Linked DNA regions of Arachis hypogaea: region 2 is linked to region 1. Evidence: chromatin contacts called from public Hi-C data. All regions are on one chromosome and are shown on one strand. The core of a region is the stretch at or near the end of the contact, and the rest is flanking DNA. Distances in the headings are between cores, read along the strand shown.

Region 1 (7,345 bases), core at 473-2,972:
TTCTCTAAGTCTCCCTGGGGATTTGGCCTTGGTCTGTCGTCTATTCTTACGTCCAGGCCAGCTAGGAACACCCCGGATGCCTCCTTTGACTTCTTTTTCAGGGAAAGACTGGCGTTGTTGCATGTGATGGCCGTTTCTAGGTCTCTTCTGATAGAACCGACGGTTCTGGCATCCGTGATAAACTTCATGGCAAAAAATTTGGTGTATATTACAGCTGAAAACTCATTGATTGTCTTTCTTTCTAGGATGACATTGTAGGCTGTGGAGTCTCTCAGGACAACGAATTACGCCATTACCAACCTCTTTCCTTCACCTGACCCTATATAGACCGGAAGGGTAATTACCTCGTCGGGTTTTATGTAGTTGTCCCCGAGGCCTATGACCCCATATTGATAGGTCTTGAGGTTGGTTTCTCTGAGTCCCAGGGCATCAAACACATTTCTGAACATGATATTTGAGTCAGAGTCAGTGTCAACAAGAATCTGTTTGACTAGGCCCGTCTCGATTCTTGCCATGATCTTCATGGGTGGGTTTTTCAGAAGCTCATGAAGCTATTGGTCCTCCAGAGCGAAGAATATCCTCGGGGGCGGCACGGATTGAGTCTTGTGGCTCCCTGATGACACGACTAAGACTTTGGCGTCCTTTTTTGTTGCCGACTTAGATTTGGGGGGTGTGTCTCGTCAGATCATGAAGCTTCCCCCCACGAATGGCTTGCTCCAAGGCGTTGACAGGATCCCATTGTCCGCAATTTGCTGGTACACCTCCATAATATGGGGGCTGTGAGGGGTGTGTAGTTTGTGAATTTCCCCACCCGAGGAAACGACTTAAAATGTTTTGATGGTTCTCCTTCCTTGGGGGCCTCTTTCGGTCTTTTAGTGTACTCGGGTTGACGAGTAGGTGGGTTGGTCGGTTACCGTTTGTTGGCTATCACAACTTGGTTGACCTCCTCATCGTTGATGTACTCTCTTGCCACGTTCTAGATATCCTATATGGTCCAGACGGGTTTAGTCTTGAGGTATTTTCTGAAATCTTCATTCAGCAACCCATTCGTCAAACACAGGCTAGCTACCGAGTCGGTCAAGCCATAGATTTCCAGGGATTCATCGTTGAACCTATCCAGGAATTTCTGGGTCGGTTCTCTATTTCTTTAGGTGTTGCATAGAAGGTTGATCGTGTGTTTGGCCTTGGCGATGCACGTGGTAAACTGTGCTAGAAAACTGTGACTTATATCCGAGAAGGCTATAATGGACCCCTGCAGAAGCGCGTTGAACCATTGGATTGCGGGGCCTGCTAACGTTAACGAGAAAGCTCGGCACCTCACTACGTCGCCGACACCTTCCAGGTTCATCTTGGCTTCAAAAGTCGTCAGGTGTTCTTGGCGGTCTTGGGTGCCATCGTACCTCATGTCTGTCGACTTGTCGAAATATTTTGGTAGCTGGACTTTGAGGATGGAGGAGTGGAAAGGGGTAGCTCCCATGGATTCTCGTCGTCTTCTCGATCTTTCTCGATGGGTTACTACGTGCCCTTCCAACCCATCCTGGGTCGTCTGGGACTGGGCATTTGTTCGGTGTCTGTTATCTCTTCGAGGGCTTCTGCCCCGAGCCCTCGACCTCGTTGGAGGAGATCGAGTGTGGGAGAGGCTTGGGCTAGGATGGTAATGGTCCTTTGCTGCTAACTCTCTTTCAAGATTTTGCACCTGGTGGTGTAGCTCTTGCATGATTCTGGCATTATCGTCACCCGTGCCCTGAAACGAACGTCTCTCATGAGAGCTGAAGGGTGGGTCATCTCTGTGAGAACGTGTTCTCGTATGCTCGCGGGAGGATGCCACGGAGGCTAACTTGCTCATCAAGCAGGTCACCTCCTCCTAATGCTCCCTCCTACTCGTGCTCGTCCATCAGGCCCAGCAGGAAATCCATTTACATCAGCTCCCCACAGACGGTGCCAATGTTTGGTTGCTTATGTTCTGAATGGGTCGGAAGTAGGGAGTGTCTGGGGTTAGGGAGTTGTTGGCAGATGGACCTGGATGGATTCCAAGGATGAGATTCCTCCGAGCTGTCATAGCAAGAGGCGGGGGAGTGCACCGGCAAGGACTCAAATGCTCAAGTTAGGGTCCATACAAAAGTGGCATTTAGGGTTAGGGTAGGTGACGTACCTCTGTGGACGGGTAGGGTCCTCCCCTTGTATATTCTCTGCTCGAGTGGGTCCCACATGAGCAGGCCCTCTTTCCTGGAAGCTTTCTTGTAACTGTTTAGGTGCTGTGACTCGGTACTTGTGCCTGACTTGCCAATGGGTTAGGCCGGAACAATCTTATACCGTCATTTTGTTTTTAGAGTGGGTATAGGTTGGACAAGCCTGACTCAAACCACACAACACATCTAATCCTTCTCTCTCTGATTCTCCACGCTCCAACTCACCTAATATGAAATTCAAAATAACTCTCTGTCACCTGATCTCTTAATTATCTATTGAAGATGGCAAAGACTGGAACGAGAAATGCTCTCTTCAGGAAGGGATGGCTCTCGCACGTATGACCGCTATGCTGCACCCAGCTCAACTAATGTTAAACTCCGATTGAAAGGCTGCAATGGAAAATTAAGAATTTTCCAACGTCCTGCTTCTTCTATTGCAAAGTTGTACCAGGGGTTAGCAGTGTCGCTCGCATTCTAAGAAGACACCAGTGGATTGTTGTAGCTCCTTTCAAACTTGAACATTGTGTGGAGAGACTCTGAATCAGATGGGCACTGAGGCTCTGGAGCAGACGGATCAACGATAAGAATAATGCTGGCTAGAGACAATGTGTTGGTGTATAAGCTTATTTATTATGAGAATTATAAATTTTGGCTCATAGTTAAATATTAGTTATTAGCATTTACAACTGTCAAGATCCTACTGATTAGTTCAGAGTTTGTTAGGATTTGTTATTAAGCTGTTGTGGTGGGCTTCTCATGTAGAGTATAAATAGAAAACTAGCTAATGTACTTAGGTGAGTTTTTTGAAAAATCTCAATGAGTATTCAGTTCAAATCTGTACCTTTTTTGTTCATCTTCTCCTAACATCCATCAACTTCTTCTTTGTTCAAAGAATCTGCATAGAAGAACAAATTTGAACATGATGCGGTGAGCGTGGAACCTAAAAAAATTAGAAAATCCAGTTTCCTCCCAAAATAAAATTTTCTCAGCCTCTGATTTTCAAACCTTTGCAACGTTGATAAATCAACTCACAACGCTTTAATCTAAAGTTGGAATAATAATAAACAATCCGATTTAAGACCCATCTAGTCCATATTTTCTGCATCCGAATGAAACTCCAGGTCTAACCGTAACTCACACTCTATTAACAACTCGAAATTACCATTCTTGGGCAACTCTGCCTAGTTATCGATTATATCAAAAGATAAATTGGGGTTCATTGATGGATCCCTTCCTAAGCCAGAGAAATCAAATCCAAACTTTGCACCTTAGAATAGATATAATACCATTGTGTTATCATGGTTGCGTTCCTCTATAAGTGTGAAAATCTTGTAAAATGTTCTTCGATATGTTGTAGCCTCAGAACTTTGGAGTGACTTCAAACACCGCTTTTATGAAGGGGATATATTTTGCATAGCAAAATTACAAGAGGAAATGTACGCAATCAAACATGGAGATCTTTCCATTACTAGCTACTTCACAAAGCTCAAAGGAATTTGGGATCAACTCGATGAATTTAGGCCAATCCATAATTATGATTGCGGCCCGCAGTGTTCATGTGACTTAAAGGTCATCAGAGATTATCGAGAACAAGAACATACCATACGTCTTTTGAGGAGTTTAAATGACCAATATACAACGGTTAAATCTTAGATCATGTTAATGGCACCACTCCCCTTTGTAAATTCTATCTACTCCTTATTTTTGCAACAATAACGACAATTCATTGGGTCAAAACAACATGAGGAGAAATTTCTAGTCATTGCTATGCATATCAATACTACAACTACATCCAACACGAGCTTCAAATCAACTTCCAACTCATCAAATCGCGGAGGAAGAGGCACTGCAAATCAAACAAATCGAGGAAGAACTGTAACAAGAAGAGGACTAACAAGAAGTTGTTCCCATTGTGGAAAATTAGGCCACATTATTGACACTTGTTACTATAAACATGATCCCCCTCCCCCTCCCCCCACCCCAATTTGCAAAGAAGAATTGACACAATGAGTCTGAACAACATGATTGCTACTAACAACACTTGTGACACTACTAACTCACAAAACCTCAAAACTATAAAAAATAAAGACACCAAGACTCTTGATGATTTATTCACTGAAGACACTACTAACTCACAAGACCTCAAAACTATAAAAAATAAAGATACCAAGACTCTTGATGATCTATTCACTAAAGACCAAAAGAAAGCCTTGCTTGCTCTCTTTCATCAATCTACCAAGGATCAGGGACGAATACATGAGGGGTAAGTGGAGGCTTGGTCCCCCAGCTTTAAAAAAAAACTAGTAGTAAAAAGCCTAAGTGCCCAACCCAAATAAAATGTAATGATTTTTAAAATTTTTTAAATCCCTAAAGATTACATTCTCTTTTTTCATGTTTCTTGTTCCTTTTGACCTTCCGTATTCTTTTGGAGCCATAGCCTCATGCCCTCACCTTACTGACTTACTGTCACAAGTCTTCAATTATATCAATTAAAGTAAAGGTACTCACTACTCACCCTACTTTTTACTTCTTTTATATGATTGTATAAAATTATTAATTAACAAATCATATTTTTTTACTATAAAATAATATAATTTTTTTTTTTTGTGCTCACATAGACAAATGGCTGACTCACCTTTAGGATTTATTCTCTTTTTTTAATTTTTTTTAAGTGAAATTGATAGTGACTTAGTGAAAAAAATATTGTTATTGAGGTTTAATTAATAAAAAATATTTAGACTTTGTTTATTCATGTGAGTATATAATTATTTGATTTTTTTTCTTAGATAAAAAGAAACTAGAACATTTTATGATGAGAAAGCAAAGTAAAATTTATACAATTTTTAAGAGAAAAGTTATTGATAATGTTAAAGTTTAAATAAGTCAACTCTCTAATCTTATTTCACCAGAAGTTTAAGTAAGTGAGCTCTCTAATCTTTCTCAAAATACACATCAACATGAAGCCAAAGTTCCAAGATTAGAAAGAGATATTGATATCTCTTTACTAGAAAGAGATCCAAGAAAGTGACGTCTAATTTAAAGGTATAATGTCAATAAACATGATAAGATTCGTAGAGCATACATAATAGCTGGACCATACCAACCAACAAATATTAGCTATCCACCTTCTAGTAATAACAATCACCATCGATATTTTCAATCTTCTTGGTTTAAGAAATTTTCAAGTTAGTTAGAATATTCACCAGAAAAAGATGCTGCTTATTGTTTGCCTTGCTACTTGTTTAGTAAATATTATGGTGCTTGCAATGATGAAAAAATACATTTTCAGAGTTAGGATTTAGTAATTGGAAGAAAGTAAATAATCTGGTGAATTGTGCATTTGTATGTCACGAGGGTTCTATTCCTAATTCTCTCCATGATTTATGTATGAAACCTTGTGATGATTTAATGGCTCAATCTAAGCATATAGACAAAGTTATTGATAGGCATAGTGATGAAACTATTGCAAATAACCGCTTAAGGTTGAAGACATCTATTGATGCTATTCGATGGCTTGCATTTCAAGCATGTGCATTTAGAGGCGACGACGAAAGTTCTGGATCTTTGAATAGGAAAAAATTTATTTAAGCTTTTAGCTTCTTGTAATCAAAATGTTAATAATGCTGTCCTTGAAAATGCTCTTGGAAATGCTCAATATATATCTCCCTATGTTCAAAAATATATATTGTATATCTTTGCTAGAAAAGTGCGTGCAATAATTTGAGAAGAAATCAGTGATTCTAAATTTTGTATAATTATTGATGAAGTAAGAGATGAGTCAAAGCGAGAACAAATGCCTGTGGTTTTGAGATTTGTAGACAAGCACGATTGTATTCAAGAAAGATTTTTTGATCTTATACATATTTTTATACGTGTTATTTGACATTAAAAACAGAAATTTTATCAATTCTTTCTCGTCATAATCTTGATGTTCAAAATCTTAGGGGACAAGGATATAATAGAGCTAGTAACATGCATGGTGAATGAAATAGATTGCAAGCTCTATTTTTGAAAGATCACCCTTTTGCTTCTTACATTCATTGTCTTGCTCATCGATTACAATTAGCACTTGTTTTTGCAGTAAAAGAAGTTTGCTATGTTCATAAATTCTTTTCAAAACTTACACTAGTTGTGAATGTTGTAACGATCAGTTAAGGATTGCTCAAGTAAATAATGTTGCAAACTTAATTACCAATGATCAAATTGTAACAGGTAGTGGACTTAATCAAATTGGTATTTTGCAAAAAGCTGGAGATACCAGATAAGGGTTTTATTTGAATTCTGTACGTTGCTTGTTATGCATGCTTGATGCTACTTATGAAGTTCTTGAAAAAAGCACTGAAGAAGGTAATTTCTCCACTCGTGGTGATGCTAGTGCTGCTTATGATGTTATCACATCCTTTGAATTTGTCTTTGTTTTACATTTGATGAGAAATATTTTGGAAGTTAGGCATGATCTTTGTCAAGCTTTGCAATAAAAAAATAAAGACATATTGAATGCTTTAACTCTGGTTTTTACTACCAAAACTTTAATCCAAAGAATGAAAGAATCAAGTTCGAAGGCTTTCATAAAGAAGTTATATTATTTTGTGAGAAACATGAAGCTGAAGTTCCTGATATGAATGCATTGCATATTCCTAGAAGAGGCCGAACTCGCAAAATTGTTGACCAAATTTTAGTGAAGCATCATTACCATGTTAATTTATTTCTGGCTATAATTGATACACAATTGCAAGAGGTTAATGGAAGATTCAATAATAATATGGTAGAATTTCTTACTTTAAGTTCAACTTTAGATCCCAGAGATAATTATAAGTTCTTCAGTATCAACAAAGTATGTGAATTAGTAGAATGGTTTTATCCAAGTGACTTTAGTAACCAAGAAAATTTTCATATTAGAATGCAAGCTCAATATTATGAACTTGATGTTCCTAATCATGTTGAATTAACTAATTTGTGCACAATTTCGGAATTATGTCAATGATTAACAAAGACAGGAAAGCCTTTAACATATCCTTTGATTGATCATTTGATTCGCTTGGTATTAACTCTCCTTGTTTCAACTGCTACAACTAAAAGATCTCTTTTAGCTATGAATATTGTGATGAATAGATTCAGAAACAAAATAGACGATGAATTTCTTGCTAATTGTCTTT
Region 2 (7,217 bases), core at 302-2,801, 74 kb before region 1:
ACAGATAACATGGTTGATTGAAAAAACAGATGAAGGTAATTAACTTAGCTTAGTAAGCACTCACCCGAAGCCAAGTTGAGGATGTAGAACAGAGCCATCGTCTAATCTAAAGGAAATAAAGTCCCTAACAAGCACCCCTGAACAAAATTCATTGTCTGCATACTCGATTTTATATTTACATGGCCCAGTTGGTGGAACGCAGTTTCTATTTAGCGCAGCACACAGGGGTTCTTTGCATTGGATGTTACTGTTGGGGTTATACGGATAATATTGTGAACGCTGCAAGTAATAAAGACACAAAAATCAAGGAGAATATATAATTAAGGTTGTTACGGTATAAATGAATGATAAAACTAAATTAATTTAAGATTTAAATTAATTTTAAGATTGATTGTTGCATTGCATTGCTTACAGGTGTGCAGGTCTTACAGGGTTTGGACTGAACCCAAGTGAGATCACTACCAGAGTCAATGTCAAGGTCGTATAATTGAGGTGGATTTCCAATTGCCACTTTCACTGTATAATATCTGTATCAATACAAAAAAGCAAAATATTCATTTAATTTTAAGGAAAAATCAATTACAATATAGTATACAAAGAAACTGCACAGAAAAAATTAAAATTTTACGTAAAATTAAAAAAATAAATTAACTACGTAAAATATAAAATTTTAACTAAATTTAAATTATAAAATCGTTAGAATTAGTATAAATTTTACAAAATTAATTGATTTATTTAAAATTATAATATTAAAAATTTTTAAAAATTAAATTGGGATTCCAGGTACTATATGCGTGCAAAGAAGCCACCGTAAAAATGGAATGATTTAATTTGGATACAAATTAAGAGCATTGTTGAAATAATCAATTAGTCAAAGACTTAACAAGGAAGTTAACTTTGAGAATAATTGGTCAGAACAAAAATATGGACTAGAAATTATTTAATTTATTTTATTTATTACTATAATGGAAACCAGAATGGTAGAATCAGCATCCATATCATTTCTTCTTTAAACATAGATGGTGGATGGTAGATGCATAAGCTAAGAACATAGTAAAAAAAAAAATTGAAGGTAGGAAAAAAAAAAACCGTACCCAAGAGGATAGACATTCCCTTGAATGGCGAAATGAAAAGTGTGGCCAGATGATCTAGAAGGAGCTGCGGGTTTTGGTTGTGGCTTCTTGGCGTTGAGAATCTGATCATTTGTATCATTCACTTTTGACAAAGAAACTGAGAAAATTGCACAAAGGATTAGAACAAGAAACAACACCTTCCTCAATGGAACAACCCCACTTGTTCCTTTCACATCCATGAGAGAGAGGAAAAAAAAAAAAGAAGTGGTTGTTTTAATTTGTTGCCAATAGTAATGTTTCAATTTGTTATGTGATTGTTAGAGACCGCGTGAATCTTATAGGGAGATGAAAGTGATGAAGTGATGATCCATTGACTTTTGTTACTTTTAGTTTTGGTCTTTTTTCTATATAACCAAGAGCTATATATCTAATAATAATATTGGAAATTATTTACCTTCTACTTGAGTATTTTCTGTGTGCTTTGTGGTTGATTGAATATGTGATTTTTATATTAATCGGTAGTTAGTTTGGTTAACAGAATATTCCATCTATTTTTTAATAATTGTCCAAAAAATAAAAAATATAGATCAAACACAAATTTCATAATAGTAAAAAATTATATGGATAGAAAAAAATACTCTCATACGAAAATATAATTTTTCCATTAATATTATAATAATTAATTTTAAAATAAATGAGATATTAGTATTAGAGATCATTTAAAAAAAATACTATTGAATATTATAGTAAATAGGATGAATTTTTTAAAATCTTAAAAATATAAATGAAATAGTATGCATTTTTACGGAATGAAAGAAGCGTTTGGAATTAATTAAGGTTTATAATTGGATTATAATTATTTCACATTTAATAAAACATAGCTTCTTATTATAAGTGATCTCTTTGTAAATTTGAGTTAGGTTTTCAAAAACTAAAAGAACAAAGATTTGTGTTAGAAACTAGAAAGAATTGGGAAGCTTCCTAGACCGCGTTTGGCTTCGAGAACGCGGACTTGCGGGCAGTTGGGCACTGCCCCTGATATTGATGGCTCATGGCTGTTACTTCATTCTAAATTTCTAATTTGAATTTCTAAATGTCAGTTGCCACCTAAAGAGTAGTATTTGCCTATTTGGTAAATACAGAAAAGCTCTCCATACAAGCTATTAGGGCTTGTATGCTTTACAAGTTCATTAACCAATAAACCTTTAAAACGCGCTGCAACCCTACGTCCAATACACGCACTATATAACTATCAAATTTAAAAGATTTGTTTCCTTTCTTCATTCTTCTTCTCGTTCTTCTTCTTCTGGTTCTTCTTCTTTTCGTTCTTCTCTCCTTATTTTCTAGATTTGTTTCGTTCTTCTCCTCGTTCTTCTTCTTCTTCTCGTTCTTCTTCTTCTCGTTCTTCTCTCTTTTAACTCCAGCTTCGTTTTCTATCGATTTTTGTTTACTGAAATCAAAGTTTGGATTCGTTTTGAAGATAATGGTTGATTCAACGTCAGATTCTCAGCTGAATCAGAGCGAAGTGGATTATGAATTTGAATCTAACGAAGTTCCTGAGGTTTGATTTACATACGTTTACTCTGAATTTTGTTGTAGTAATTTGTATAGCATTGTGTAGCTGAATAATTCGTTAACATTGACTGTGAGACTAACGCGTCAACATAAATCTGTGGATTGAATGTAATGTATTAGTTTTGATTGATTTTCTGGAATTCATAGCAGACGCTCGAGTATAGATTAGAATTTTTTTTGGGTGTATTTGTTTCGGTAGTGTGGGTGTATTTACATTTATGGCTGTTTCTGTTATTTTAGCTGAGTTGTTGTCGTTCGGGTGTATTATATCAGACATGATTAGGTGTGTTTTTAGTTTTTTGTGACGGTGTATTCTGCAGCATGTGTGTTTACAACTTATGGCTTTTATTGTCATTTTAGTTGAGTTGGTGCCGTTCGGGTGTATTATATTTGCAATAGTTGGGTGTATTTATAGTTTTTGACATGGTGTATTCTGCAACCTCTCTTTGTTGTTGATGACCAGTTTGTTCCGAAGGTTGGAATAACCTTTACCACCCTTGAAGATGCTGAAAAATTTTACAGGAACTACGCCAAGGTTGCAGGTTTTTCTACAAGAGTTCGGAGCACAAATAGGAAGGGAAACGAGATTAAGAATCAATTGATTACATGTAGTAGAGAGGGAAAATGGAAATCTAAAATATCTCTGACCGAGAAGACGAATCTGACAGCCGGTTTAAACTGTCCTGCAAGAATTTATATACACACATTGAAGGATGTCGGTGCTTGGATCATTTCAAAGGTTGTGCTGGATCATTCACACCCCTGCTGTCCAAGTAAAGCAGAGATGCTCAAACAGCACAGGGAACTAAGCATGTCCATTCGTCGTACAATAGAGAATAACGAGGAGGCCGGCATCAGACCAAGCAAAACCTACCAATCATTTGTTGCGGCTGCCGGGGGTCACCGCAAGTTAAATTTTATCGAAAAGGACGTGAGGAATTACATTACCAGGGAAGTGCGGAATGTTTCCGAACAAGAAGATGTAAAGGAATTTGGAAAATATTTGTTAAGAATGAAAGAGAAGAATCAGAATTTCTTTTTTGAGCTTGAACTCGAGGAGGATCAATCGATTAAGCTGGCTTTTTGGGCCGATGCAAGAAGTAGAGCTGCCTTTGAGTATTTCGGAGACGTCATTTCATTTGACACCACCTACAATACAAACAGGTAACAAACTGCCCCTGTTTATGATGCTAAATTAATGTATTTTTATGAATCCGCAGCAGAGGTGTATATTGGCTGTTTTTTGGGTGTATACGAAGAATGTGTTGGGGTGTACCTAATGATTTTGCATTCTGCACTATGGTAATTTGTTTCAAGTATAATTTGGTCTGTGGTTCTTTTGTCGGGGTGAATCACCACGGTCAGTCAATACTTCTCGGATGCTCTTTGATGAAAAACGAAGAAATTGAATCATTCAAATGGTTATTTCAATGTTGGCTTCGTTGCATGGGAGGAAACGCTCCGAAAGGGTTTCTCACCGATCAATGTGCATCAATGAAAAGGGCTTTAGAGGCCTGTATGCCAACAACAATTCACCGTTGGTGTATTTGGCACATCATGAAGAAGATTCCAAGCAAATTAAACGGGTACAAGGGACATGCAGATATTGAACAAGAAATGAGCCAAGTTGTTTGGAACTCTCATAGCAAAGACTCATTCGATAGGAATTGGAATGATTTTCTGCTGAATTTTGGTCTTGTGGACAACAAGTGACCTTCAGGTAATGTTTGTTTAAAATCTGCAGCAGAGGTGTAAATGCATATTTTTTCGGGTGTATTTATTGTCTGTGCTTGGGTGTATTCTGCATATCTGTATGAAGACCGTCATATATGGGTTCCTATCTATCTGGATCACCACTTTTGGGCAGGGATGAGAAGCACACAAAGGAGCGAGAGCATGCATTCATTTTTTAACAAGTTTATCACCTGGAACAGCTCGCTTATTCAGTTCGTCAAACAATACGATAATTGCCTCGGAAGCAGGGAGCAAGCAGAGAGAGAATCAGATGCTGCAGATTTTCATACGGTCATACCGTGTGCAATCAAATCCTCCATTGAAGCTCAGTTTCAAGATATGTACACTCATCAAAAGTTTAGGGAAGTCCAAGCGCAATTCAAAGGAAAGGCGAATTGCATCACTAGATTAACGAATTCCGCTCTAGGCTATTCAGTATACGAAGTCAGAGAACAAGTTTCCAGCTCAATATTCAACAAGTTTGTGGTTACTTACGACTCAGTTGCAGCCGAGGTAAAATGCCAATGCTTATTATTTGAGTCGAGAGGGATACTGTATCGTCATGCACTAAGCGTGTTAAGCTTTGAACAAGTAAGCCAAGTGTCACCTAGATATATATTGGAACGATGGAGCAAGAAGGTAAAGAGATGACACACACACATCAAGAGCAGCCACGACGAGCCATTGATGGAGCCAAGAAGCAAGAGGTTTGACCAATTGGTTTTTCGTTCGCAAAATATTTGTGAATTTGCATCCGAATCGAAGGAGTTGATTGCAATTCTGCACCGTGCGTACGATAACGTCATGGCTGAGATGGAATCATTAAAAGCCAAAAGGAAGGGGACATCTTCTTTATCTCACGAAGATGCCAACTTGGAATCCGTTAACGAGCTTCAAAGCCCCCCAAGGATCCGAACAAGAGGACGTCCAAAAAATAGGCTAGGTTCAAAGTTGGACAAACAGATTACAAATGCCACAAAGAAGAAGAAAAAAAAAGTTTTAAGCGAGGTAAAAGTAATGTTCTTTAAATTTGTGGTGATTGAGTTCATTTTTCTTGTTAATAGTTTAGCTAATATGTGAGTGTTATATTCAGATAAACCTATTTGATGCTGCATCAGTGGTGCATTCAAATTCCAGCCAATATCAAGGACATGTTATGAATTATCAGTTTAGGATACCAGCAGTAGGGGATAACTCTTTGGGTGTATAGTTTTACAGAATATGGGTGTAAAAGCACCAGGGGCGCAGGTAGGTATAAACAAAGGGGGGCAATGGCCCCCCCAAAATTTTAGCTTTTATTCAAAAAAAAAAAAAGTCTGATCCCCTTTTTTTTATTTCTCAGCCCCCTCTCTTTTTGTTTTATCTTTTCCAATCCCCCTCCCCCTCTCACTTTTAATTTCTACAAAACCCAGCCCAATAGCCCATCTGCCCATTCCCTATCCCTTTTCTATTTTCCAATCCTTATCTCTTTTTTATTTCCCAACGTATAATCACTAATCAGTTCCCCAATCCCCTTTTTCTATTTTTCAACATACAACCGGTCTCTTCCTCTCCCTCTCTTCCCACCTTGGCTTTCAAAAAATTTAGGTAACAATTTTTTCTATTCTTCTTCTTCTTTATCTCTTTAATCTTCTTATCTTTTACAATTTTACCTTTTTAACTCTTTTTTTTGTTTTTTGCAGATTAAAAAAAAAGAGTAGTTTAACAAGTGATTTTTCACTCCTCTTTCTCAAAAAAGGTTCTATTTTTATTCTTTTTTATATATTTAGTTATTTACTTAATTAGTTAATTTATTATTATTTGTTAATTAAGTTTATGTTATTATATGTTAGTTTGTATATTTAGTTTTTTTTATTAGTTAACTATTTAATTACAATTTTATATTATTTATACTAAGATGTTAGTATTATTGTTCTGAATTTTAATATTTTATTTTAAATTGAAATATAATTTTTATATTTTATAAAGATTTAGACTGTAATTTATACTTTTTGCTAAATATATTTTAAATTATAGGAACTTATTTGGCCATTTGAATTATGAGTAAGTTCAAAATCATTGATACATTTTTTAAAAGAAAAGATCAAGAGAATGAAGATGCTTCTACTATTACTACTCCAATACTTGAGGGGTCATCAAATTTCATTACTTCAAGTTCTTCATTGAATAGCTCAAAGCGTCCACGACTTCTTCCAAATCAACTGGATGTTTTTCGTTTGGAAAGAGATCCTGGAATGCGACCAATGATTTGGAAGTTTCCTCCAAATAAAAGAGATGAAATCCGTCGGGCTTATATTAAAGTTGGGCCAAATCAGCCAATTCTTGATAATTATCCATTTTCTGGTGATAAAAGTCATCGTCGCTTTCAAGCTTCATGGTTTAAATTGTTCCCATCTTAGTTAGAATATTCTATAGAAGATGATGCTATATATTGTTTTCCGTGCTTTCTTTTTGCTAAGGAACCTTCAATCAATACGAGTTCAAATGCTTTTATTGAGAATGGTTTCAGGAATTGGAAGAAAGTAAATAGTGGAAAAGAATGTGCTCTTTTGAATCACATTGGCAAAGGTCCTAACTCATTCCATCATAAGGCGCTGAAATCATGTGATGATTTGATGAAACAATCACAACATATTGACAGACTTCTTCATAAGCAAACATCAGAAGAGATTGAAAAGAATCGAATTCGACTAGGAGCATCTATAGATTGCATTAGATGGTTGACATTTCAAGGTTGTGCATACAGAGGACATGATGAAAGCCAAAGTTCAAGCAACAGAGGTAACTTTTTGGAAATGTTAAAATTTTTGGGATCTTACAATGAAAGAGTGAAAC

Evidence for each region. A called contact is a pair of places that touch in the nucleus more often than the background predicts.
Region 2: a Hi-C map of leaf shows a contact between it and region 1, with 7 times the contacts expected there. The contact joins the promoter of LOC112706055 here to the enhancer-like site in region 1. A contact is called at or near these places in 3 of 8 Hi-C or Micro-C datasets (all in leaf).

The regions. Positions count from the first base shown.
Region 1 is chr8:10,645,723-10,653,067 of arahy.Tifrunner.gnm2.J5K5, reverse strand. No RefSeq gene overlaps it. Among protein-coding and RNA genes, the nearest start is that of LOC140174578, 5.2 kb to the right of the region's middle. Within about 2 kb of position 1,722, at least 2 of the 3 cell types and tissues checked have open chromatin away from gene starts, as enhancers often do.
Region 2 is chr8:10,719,696-10,726,912 of arahy.Tifrunner.gnm2.J5K5, reverse strand. It overlaps LOC112706055 (aspartic proteinase Asp1), which reads right to left and starts at 1,551. Exons shown (of 8, transcript XM_025757146.2): 1 at 1,095-1,551; 2 at 413-527; 3 at 65-279. The coding sequence starts at 1,312. LOC112704989 reads left to right here and starts at 5,604. Exons shown (of 2, transcript XM_025755852.1): 1 at 5,604-5,630; 2 at 6,842-7,217. The coding sequence starts at 5,604.